2 separate regions of the Capsicum annuum genome follow, and region 1 is linked to region 2. Evidence: chromatin contacts called from public Hi-C data. All regions are on one chromosome and are shown on one strand. The core of a region is the stretch at or near the end of the contact, and the rest is flanking DNA. Distances in the headings are between cores, read along the strand shown.

Evidence for each region. A called contact is a pair of places that touch in the nucleus more often than the background predicts.
Region 1: a contact with region 2 is called in a Hi-C map of leaf, with 2.5 times the contacts expected there. The contact joins the promoter of LOC107844110 here to the enhancer-like site in region 2. A contact is called at or near these places in 3 of 5 Hi-C or Micro-C datasets (bud, leaf and placenta).

The regions. Positions count from the first base shown.
Region 1 is chr1:200,756,401-200,760,392 of UCD10Xv1.1, reverse strand. It overlaps LOC107844110 (serine/threonine-protein kinase BSK2), which reads right to left and starts at 1,754. Exons shown (of 10, transcript XM_016688607.2): 1 at 1,320-1,754; 2 at 624-844; 3 at 141-276. The coding sequence starts at 1,401.
Region 2 is chr1:200,618,866-200,622,395 of UCD10Xv1.1, reverse strand. No RefSeq gene overlaps it. Among protein-coding and RNA genes, the nearest start is that of LOC107844142, 5.8 kb to the left of the region's middle. Within about 2 kb of position 2,210, at least 2 of the 5 cell types and tissues checked have an H3K27ac peak or open chromatin away from gene starts, as enhancers often do. A contact at or near this core is called in leaf, where this site is marked.

The sequences.
Region 1 (3,992 bases), core at 505-3,004, 140 kb before region 2:
TGGGCTAATTATATATACATCCATCACCTAATTAGGTAAAGGGAGAAACTCGGTATTGGACTATTGAACTAGCATAAAAAAGATGGTTTTCCCTTTGCAATTCAACATTTAAAAGTTCCAGGCAAAAGACCAAAACATACAGTGGAAGAGATGCTTTGAGAGAGTATCATTAGGCATGTATTCTGCAACCAATAGGCGTTCATCTCCCTCTGCACAACAACCAATTAGATTCACCAATCTCTTATGCCGAACCTTGCCAACTCCAGCTGCCTCTGCCTGCAGTACATGAGTAGGACTAAACCAAATGTTTGTAGAGATCAAGTAACTAACAGAACAGCAAAGATACTTTGATATTTGGAGATCTACCGCTTACTAGTAACTTACATGCATATACACAAAGTTTTACAAACTTAATTGCATTAGAATCGTGATATTAACTAATACTGAGTGTTTTGGGAACTGGACAACCAAATGAGAACATGTTGTTCAGTTACCAATCACTGTGTCTCGATGAACTCATATTGAATTTAGAGCACAAGTTACTCTAAACCTTTCTCGCTCACCAATAATAATGGCTAAAAGGATCAAAACTATATAATCCACGGACTTATAATCAGATTTACCACAAACTGTTGAGCGTCAGGCCACGACTGTCTAGAGAATCGCTTGATGGCAACTAGCCTGTTGCTACGAAGCTTCCCTCTGTAGACAACGTTGGGAGCTTTCTCACCACTTTCAGAAACTATTAATTCGCTACTAAAGCCATTTGTAGCTGCTCGAAGTTCGGCAAGATTAAATTCCTTGAATGCAGGCACTTGATCTTGGTCTACTTGATCCCCATTAGCTTCATCAACAACACAGGCAAATAAAATAAAGAAACTGATTAACAAAGTCATTAACCACAAAAATTACATTGCAAATATTTTCACAAATACTCAAACCTGAGTATCTTAGATCATTAATTTCAGTATTAACAAGAAACCCTATATAGAAATATAAAAAAAAAAAAAGGAAAATAACAGAAATAAACCAAATAAATCTTGGGTTAAATTCAATGAATGGAAAAAGAAGCAGCAGAACATGATGACAACAATGAAATATTCCACAAAATTCACGGATCAGAACTTCCACTCTGAGCTAAAAAAAACAAGAAATAACAATACAGTTGGAAGAAGCAGATGAGGAAACAAACAAAAAAGGAGGGGGACAAATGAAGTAGAACCCAGATCAAAGATTAAACATGCAATCAAGAAAAACCCAAAAACCAGCAAGTACACACACAGTACAATACCAATAAAATTAAGTTAAATGAAGAATACCAAGATCTGTTTTTGAGTCATCTTGAGAAGGTTCTTTATCAGGGGACTGAACATTTGCAGTTTTGGACTGTAAACAGCCCATATTTCATCAGCTCACATAGACAAAAATGCACACTTACAAACAGTTTCTTTAACTCAAACCTTCAAGAATCAAGAAAGTTTGAACCTTTAGTAGCTAATGAGTAGTGGAAAATGGATAACAAGAAGATAGTTAGTAGTAATGATTAGTGAAAGTAAAGGTGAGAACAGAAAAAGGAAAGAGAGGCCGCCAAAGAAGGGGACGCCGAGAATAGAGGGGTTTAGTCACATGATCAGCACGTGAAGAGAGAGAACAGTGGAAGAACAACAACGTGGTTGGGGGAGTGGGAGTGGGACTTGGGGAGTAAATGCTTTGTAAGTAGCAGTAATGAAGTGTTAAAAAGAACATTAAAGGTTACTTCACGTTGGACTGCTATTTCTTTATTCTTAATTAGAATTCTTCAATTTAAGCTCATACATTATTGTGTATTTTTATATTTTTTATTATATTTATTATCTATTTTGAACTAAAAGTTTACCGTAAATAACCTTTTTACTCCAATATAAATATCAAACAATTGAGTGAAGAACAACAATAATAAATTCAATGTATTTCCACATAGTAAGGTCGGAGGAGGATAAGGTGTACGCAGTCCATACTTCTACCTCTAAAGAAGTAGAAAGATTATTTCCGATAGACCCTCGGCTCGAGATACGAAATACTACACAAATACATAGTAAAGCATGGAACAAGATGGCATAACATAAATACGACACCCACAAATAATAGAAAATAGAAAAAAGTAAACAGATTCGTAATAAAGTATGAAACAAGGTATCATAACAAGAATAATACCCCACCAAGTAATTTCCTACACTAGTGACCCAAACTGATCCTAACCTTCTGTCTTAATTCACGCCCTCCAGATTTTCCTATTCAGGAAATTGAGTGAAGAAGAGAAGGAAAAAAAAAGTAGTGTTATTTGAGAGTATATAGTACTTGGTTCTTTTTCACATGATACTGTTGCAGCAGACTGTACGAGAGACGTGTAGGCGGCACCAGACTGAGGTAAAAAAACTTTGCAGAGCTTTACCCTTTTTAATGCTAAGGTACTCAATTACAAAGGCAACAAAGTAAAAGAAAATAGTACTGTACAAACTCGTTAAAGTGGCAGCGTTATCGAAATATTTTTAACTTTACGTAGATTCGGTAGCAATTTTGAGTTAATACTAGAATAATATCATTATTCACGTTAATTCCGAACCGACTTTCTAAATCGGTGATCTGCTCCTTTCTCTTAATTAATTTTTTTTCAAGATATTCTATTCAGACATTGCTATTTAATTTATACTTATTTTTTATTTTCGTTTTGCCAATCTATGATCTAGCCACTTTAGAACAACTTCATATATATGCATGTCTGAAATTACGTATGATTAAAGTTTAAACATTTCGATTTGAAGAAGTTTTATTTTCTTGGTATTTTGTTTAAAGTTTAAAGTTTTATTATATAGAAGCAATGATTTTGATATGCCTAGTTGCTTGCTCCTCTAATTCAATTATATATGCTTGAGCTCCATGTAAAAACAAAAAAAACTTTAACCGTATGAACTTTTAAATATTTTATCAACAAATCTAGTTTCAAACTCCGAACGTCTCACTTTATTTTGGAAAATATAAACATGACTTTTTACAAATAGTATAATAATAGTCTACTTGAATGATGATGTCAATATCAAGGTATCTATGAACTTTCTGCCAGCAACCCAACAATTATTTGAGTATCATTAATTATTATGGGGTTTGAGATAAGTCAGCGAGCCTATACCATGCAAACAGATCCATCCTAACTAACTATGTTCATATTTGAGATATATACTTTCTGACTTGCTAATGCTGGAGATAAGGCTCCTTTATTCCTTTCAGTTATCTCATTTCATTAGGTAGTTGCAAATTAGTGTTTCTTTTTAGTAGAATTGAAGTTGTTCGTGACTTAAAAGAGAACGTGTTACGTCTTAACTTTCGGGTAGGTGTTGAACGTATGTGTCACAATCCGAGGCTATCCCCTAATTGTAACACGGTGCTTAGAATTACAAGTTATCCCAAGCTATTTCATGTACTGAAATGGTACCTGAGTAACTGATTTAAAATGTATGTACAAGCTAAATATGATGAGTGGTAACATAATCATGAGAAAATTTGTATAATTATAAGAGAAAAGACATTTTTTTACCCCTGAACTTGTTCTCCAAACTCACTTTAGCACTTAAACTTAACTTCCGTTTATTTACCCTCTTAACATCTTTAAAGTGAATTATTTCAACCCCTTAACAACCCCCGTGTAAACAAGCATTGTTGGGCGCGTAAAAACTCATTTTTATCTTTTGAATTTCTTTTCTCTTTCTTTTAAATACCCGTTTGAAACCTCCCCCCCAACGGTTATATCCATTATTCTATAAAAAAAAAAGCCCTAATTTGTCCTCCTCCTTCATCTTCAATCCAAAATTTCTTCAATTCATGAAAGTTAGGCAAAAATTAAAATTGCTTTCTCTTTATTTGTATTAAGCCGCATAAAGTTGAGATTAAAAAACATAAAATCAAATTGATTTTAGCTTCGTCCCTTTTCGTATTAAGGTATAATCTCATTCATTACT
Region 2 (3,530 bases), core at 961-3,460:
GCAACCTCGTTAAAGGGGATTTTTTTTTTTAAAAAAGATATTCTATCAGAATTTTTGAGATATTTGGATCTTATTTATGGAAGAGAGGAATAAAAGACTACGGAAAAGAAGAGGAAACGTAGTAAAACGTGTATTGATGTTAAATAAAACCCTGTAATAAAGGTAAAATCAAACTTTTAAATCATTAATAATTTTATAAACAAAATATGTCAACAAATACCACAAAATTAGGGATACTAGAGACCTTCCTTTCTTATCTCTTTTCCAAGGGAAAAGGGCTTCATATACCTCTCAACTTTGTAATTTTGAGTTGATATACCTTCATTAGAAAAGAGACTAACATATAACTCTGCCTTTACATCACTTTTCATCTGATAAAAGTGAAAAAATATTTTAAATTTATTTTTAATTTTTTTATCAAAATAAAATCCATATATATAATGTATCTTTTGTATATTCTACGTATACTTTAACATTTTTTCTTTGTACATATGACAATATCCACACTTTTTCCTCGACTTAGGTATTAAATTGGTGCTACATTTATCAGTGGGCTTAATGTGGATTTTTCTGGCCCAATGAACTTCCTTTGGACCACTTTTGCTTATTGGGCCTTAGGATTCCCATTTTTGAGAAAGGAAAAATTACCTAAAACCACAACATAACTATCTAAACTTCTAAGAATCCTCCCACTTTTTAAAAATTACTTAAATCCCAACATTTCATATTTTTACTATTTCTGAGATACAAGTTAACCCTACATGTATCTAATGTATGTATCTACTGTGATACAAGTTAATCACATTAGATACATGTATGTATCTAATGTGATTAACTTGTATCATCAGCGGTCAAATGTTGGAATTTTAGGAGGTTTTGAAAGATGTTGGGATTTTTAGTAATTAATGATAAACATGTCGGTATATATGTAAAATTTAATTTGAGAAAAGGGGTCTAAGTACACAAATAGCCATTGTCTCAGTAAGCTGAGTTACGTGAAGTGCTGTGGTTATCGATTCGATTTCATTTTCCATCTACATTTTGACATATTTATTTTCCACATTAGACTAGGCCGCACTAAGAAAAATAAATTTGGTATATACTTTTTTGGCATACATTAGGCTGAATAATTACATATAGCGCACCAAATTTCCATAATATCTACCTAAGTGCCACGCCAAGCTTACGCTATTAGTTTTCTTCTCATTTATATGATTTTTTTTGTCAAAAAATTCAAAATACAAAATTCAAAATCATAAATTAAACCTTGATTTAGAAATCCATTCATCATCTTAATAATAATGTTGAAATGTCCTTACGACTTAAGAGGGTTTGAAATATTTTAAAATGAAAAACGTATTTTCAAGAAAAGAAAAAGGGGAAAAGACATCACATCTTCATTTTAAAAATAAATAGTCCAAGTTTGATATTTTGTCCAAAAACAGTCAGTCGGTTATTTTATTTTCACATTATAGTCATTTTCTAACTATGGTCATTTTGACATAGGTAGTGCAGACACAGTTTATATATCATATTAATACAGTCCATATACAATACTAATACAGTTTTCAACTTGGACTATTAGGCCCTCTTTAAAAAATTTCAATTTTTTTTGCTATAACTTTTTAAACTGAAAAATATTCTGCTTTTTTTATTGTTTAAAAATAATAATTAAATATGATTGTATAAAAGCGGTATAATTATTATATAAGAATATGTATCTATATAATATATATGTATAGAAATTATATTGTTCTATCAAATATGTATATTTATAAAATATATAATAGAAAAATGTATAAAAAGTGTATAAAAATTATATAATTATTGTATAAAATGTGTAAAAAAATTATACAATTATTGTATAAATTATGTATTGAAACTATATAATTTTCATATAGAACATTTATATGTATAAGATATATATAGAAATTGTATAAAATATGTATAAAAATTATATAGAATAAACCGATAAATTAAAATTACTAAAAAATAAAATTTGAATTTCATTGTCATTTTCTTGAAATTAATTCGGCCGAGTGGCCATTTGTCTCCTTTTCCCAAAGAAAAAAGTGATGAGCAACTATAATCTCTACTCTTGCATTATTTTTTATTTAGTTTGAAAAGATTAGTGAGATTATGAAATATACAAGTGTATTTATGGATGACCTCTTATGACAAGTGACATCCAAGTTGGCCAAATAATTGAGGAATCTACACAAGTGCCGTAATACACACACTACAAAATTTGGCAATGGGACTCTCTACCACTCATATTATACTACTAGTATTAAAATACTTCCTCGTTAAAGAATGACCTACTTTCCTTTTTAATCCATTTAAAAAAGAATGATTTATTTTCTTTTTTAATAATTTTTAAATTTTAACTTTTCACATGACATGTTTAAAGACCACAAAATTGAAAGATATTTTGGTACATTTGACATATCTTTAATTTAACACCATAAGATTCAAAATTCTTCTTTATTTTCTTTAACTCCGTGCTAAGTTAAAATAGGTCATTCTTTTTTAAACGGAGGAAGTAACTTTTTAGGACACTAGCCAGTACGGCCCAAATTAATTTGTGTATTTGCTCAGAATGTTATATACTAAGTATTATAGTAAGTACTATTTTATTTTTCTCACTGCTATTATTTTATCAACAAATATAATAGGCATAATATATAAATATGTCATTTAACTTGGATACTATTATTATACCACGTAGGACGAGCATGTCTAGCACATAAAAAGTTGAAAGCCGATATTAATATAGATGTAAGTTAACGCCAAATTAAATGATACGTTTATGTATTATGCCCAATTAATATTTACTATTTTAGTTTTCCTTTATTTTTTCCCAACATGTACCACCTACCATATGCAACAGGAGGCCTCCGAGAGTCTGTCATTCTTAATTGGAAAAAATACATACAGTAACATACTTAAATATTAAATTATAAAAAATAGCAACACTTTTATTAAATTATATTTTGTAGTATATGTATTTATATATATTTGTATTTTTATAGCAATAATTTGTAAAAATTTAAAATATATATCGATCATAAGGGCAGTAAAAATCATATATATTTGTATTTTTGTAGCAACAGTTTACAGAAATATAAAACACAACTGACTATATTATATAATTATGAAACTGTTGCTATGAAACTCATAATTAAGGGGATAAATACCCTATTTCTGAATTTTGCCCTTCTTAATTTTAGGTCAAATCAACACTAGTGATGGGCTGTAGCCTGTGTACGTAGTTTGCCATTTTCAAGAACTATCCTGCAAAATATCTGAAGAAAATGCTAAAGTCAATATAATATTCCCATATTATTCTTGTAGTCTATAGTCTATACACTTCAACAACACTGCGGCAAATATCACATGCCAGATACTAACAATTCGTTAAACCGGTTTCTAACATCCTTTAGGCCATAAAAATTAGTATTTCCTTATTTATAAAATAATTTTAAAAATTTTATTTCATTTGATCATGAAAAATTTAAATTAAATTTAAA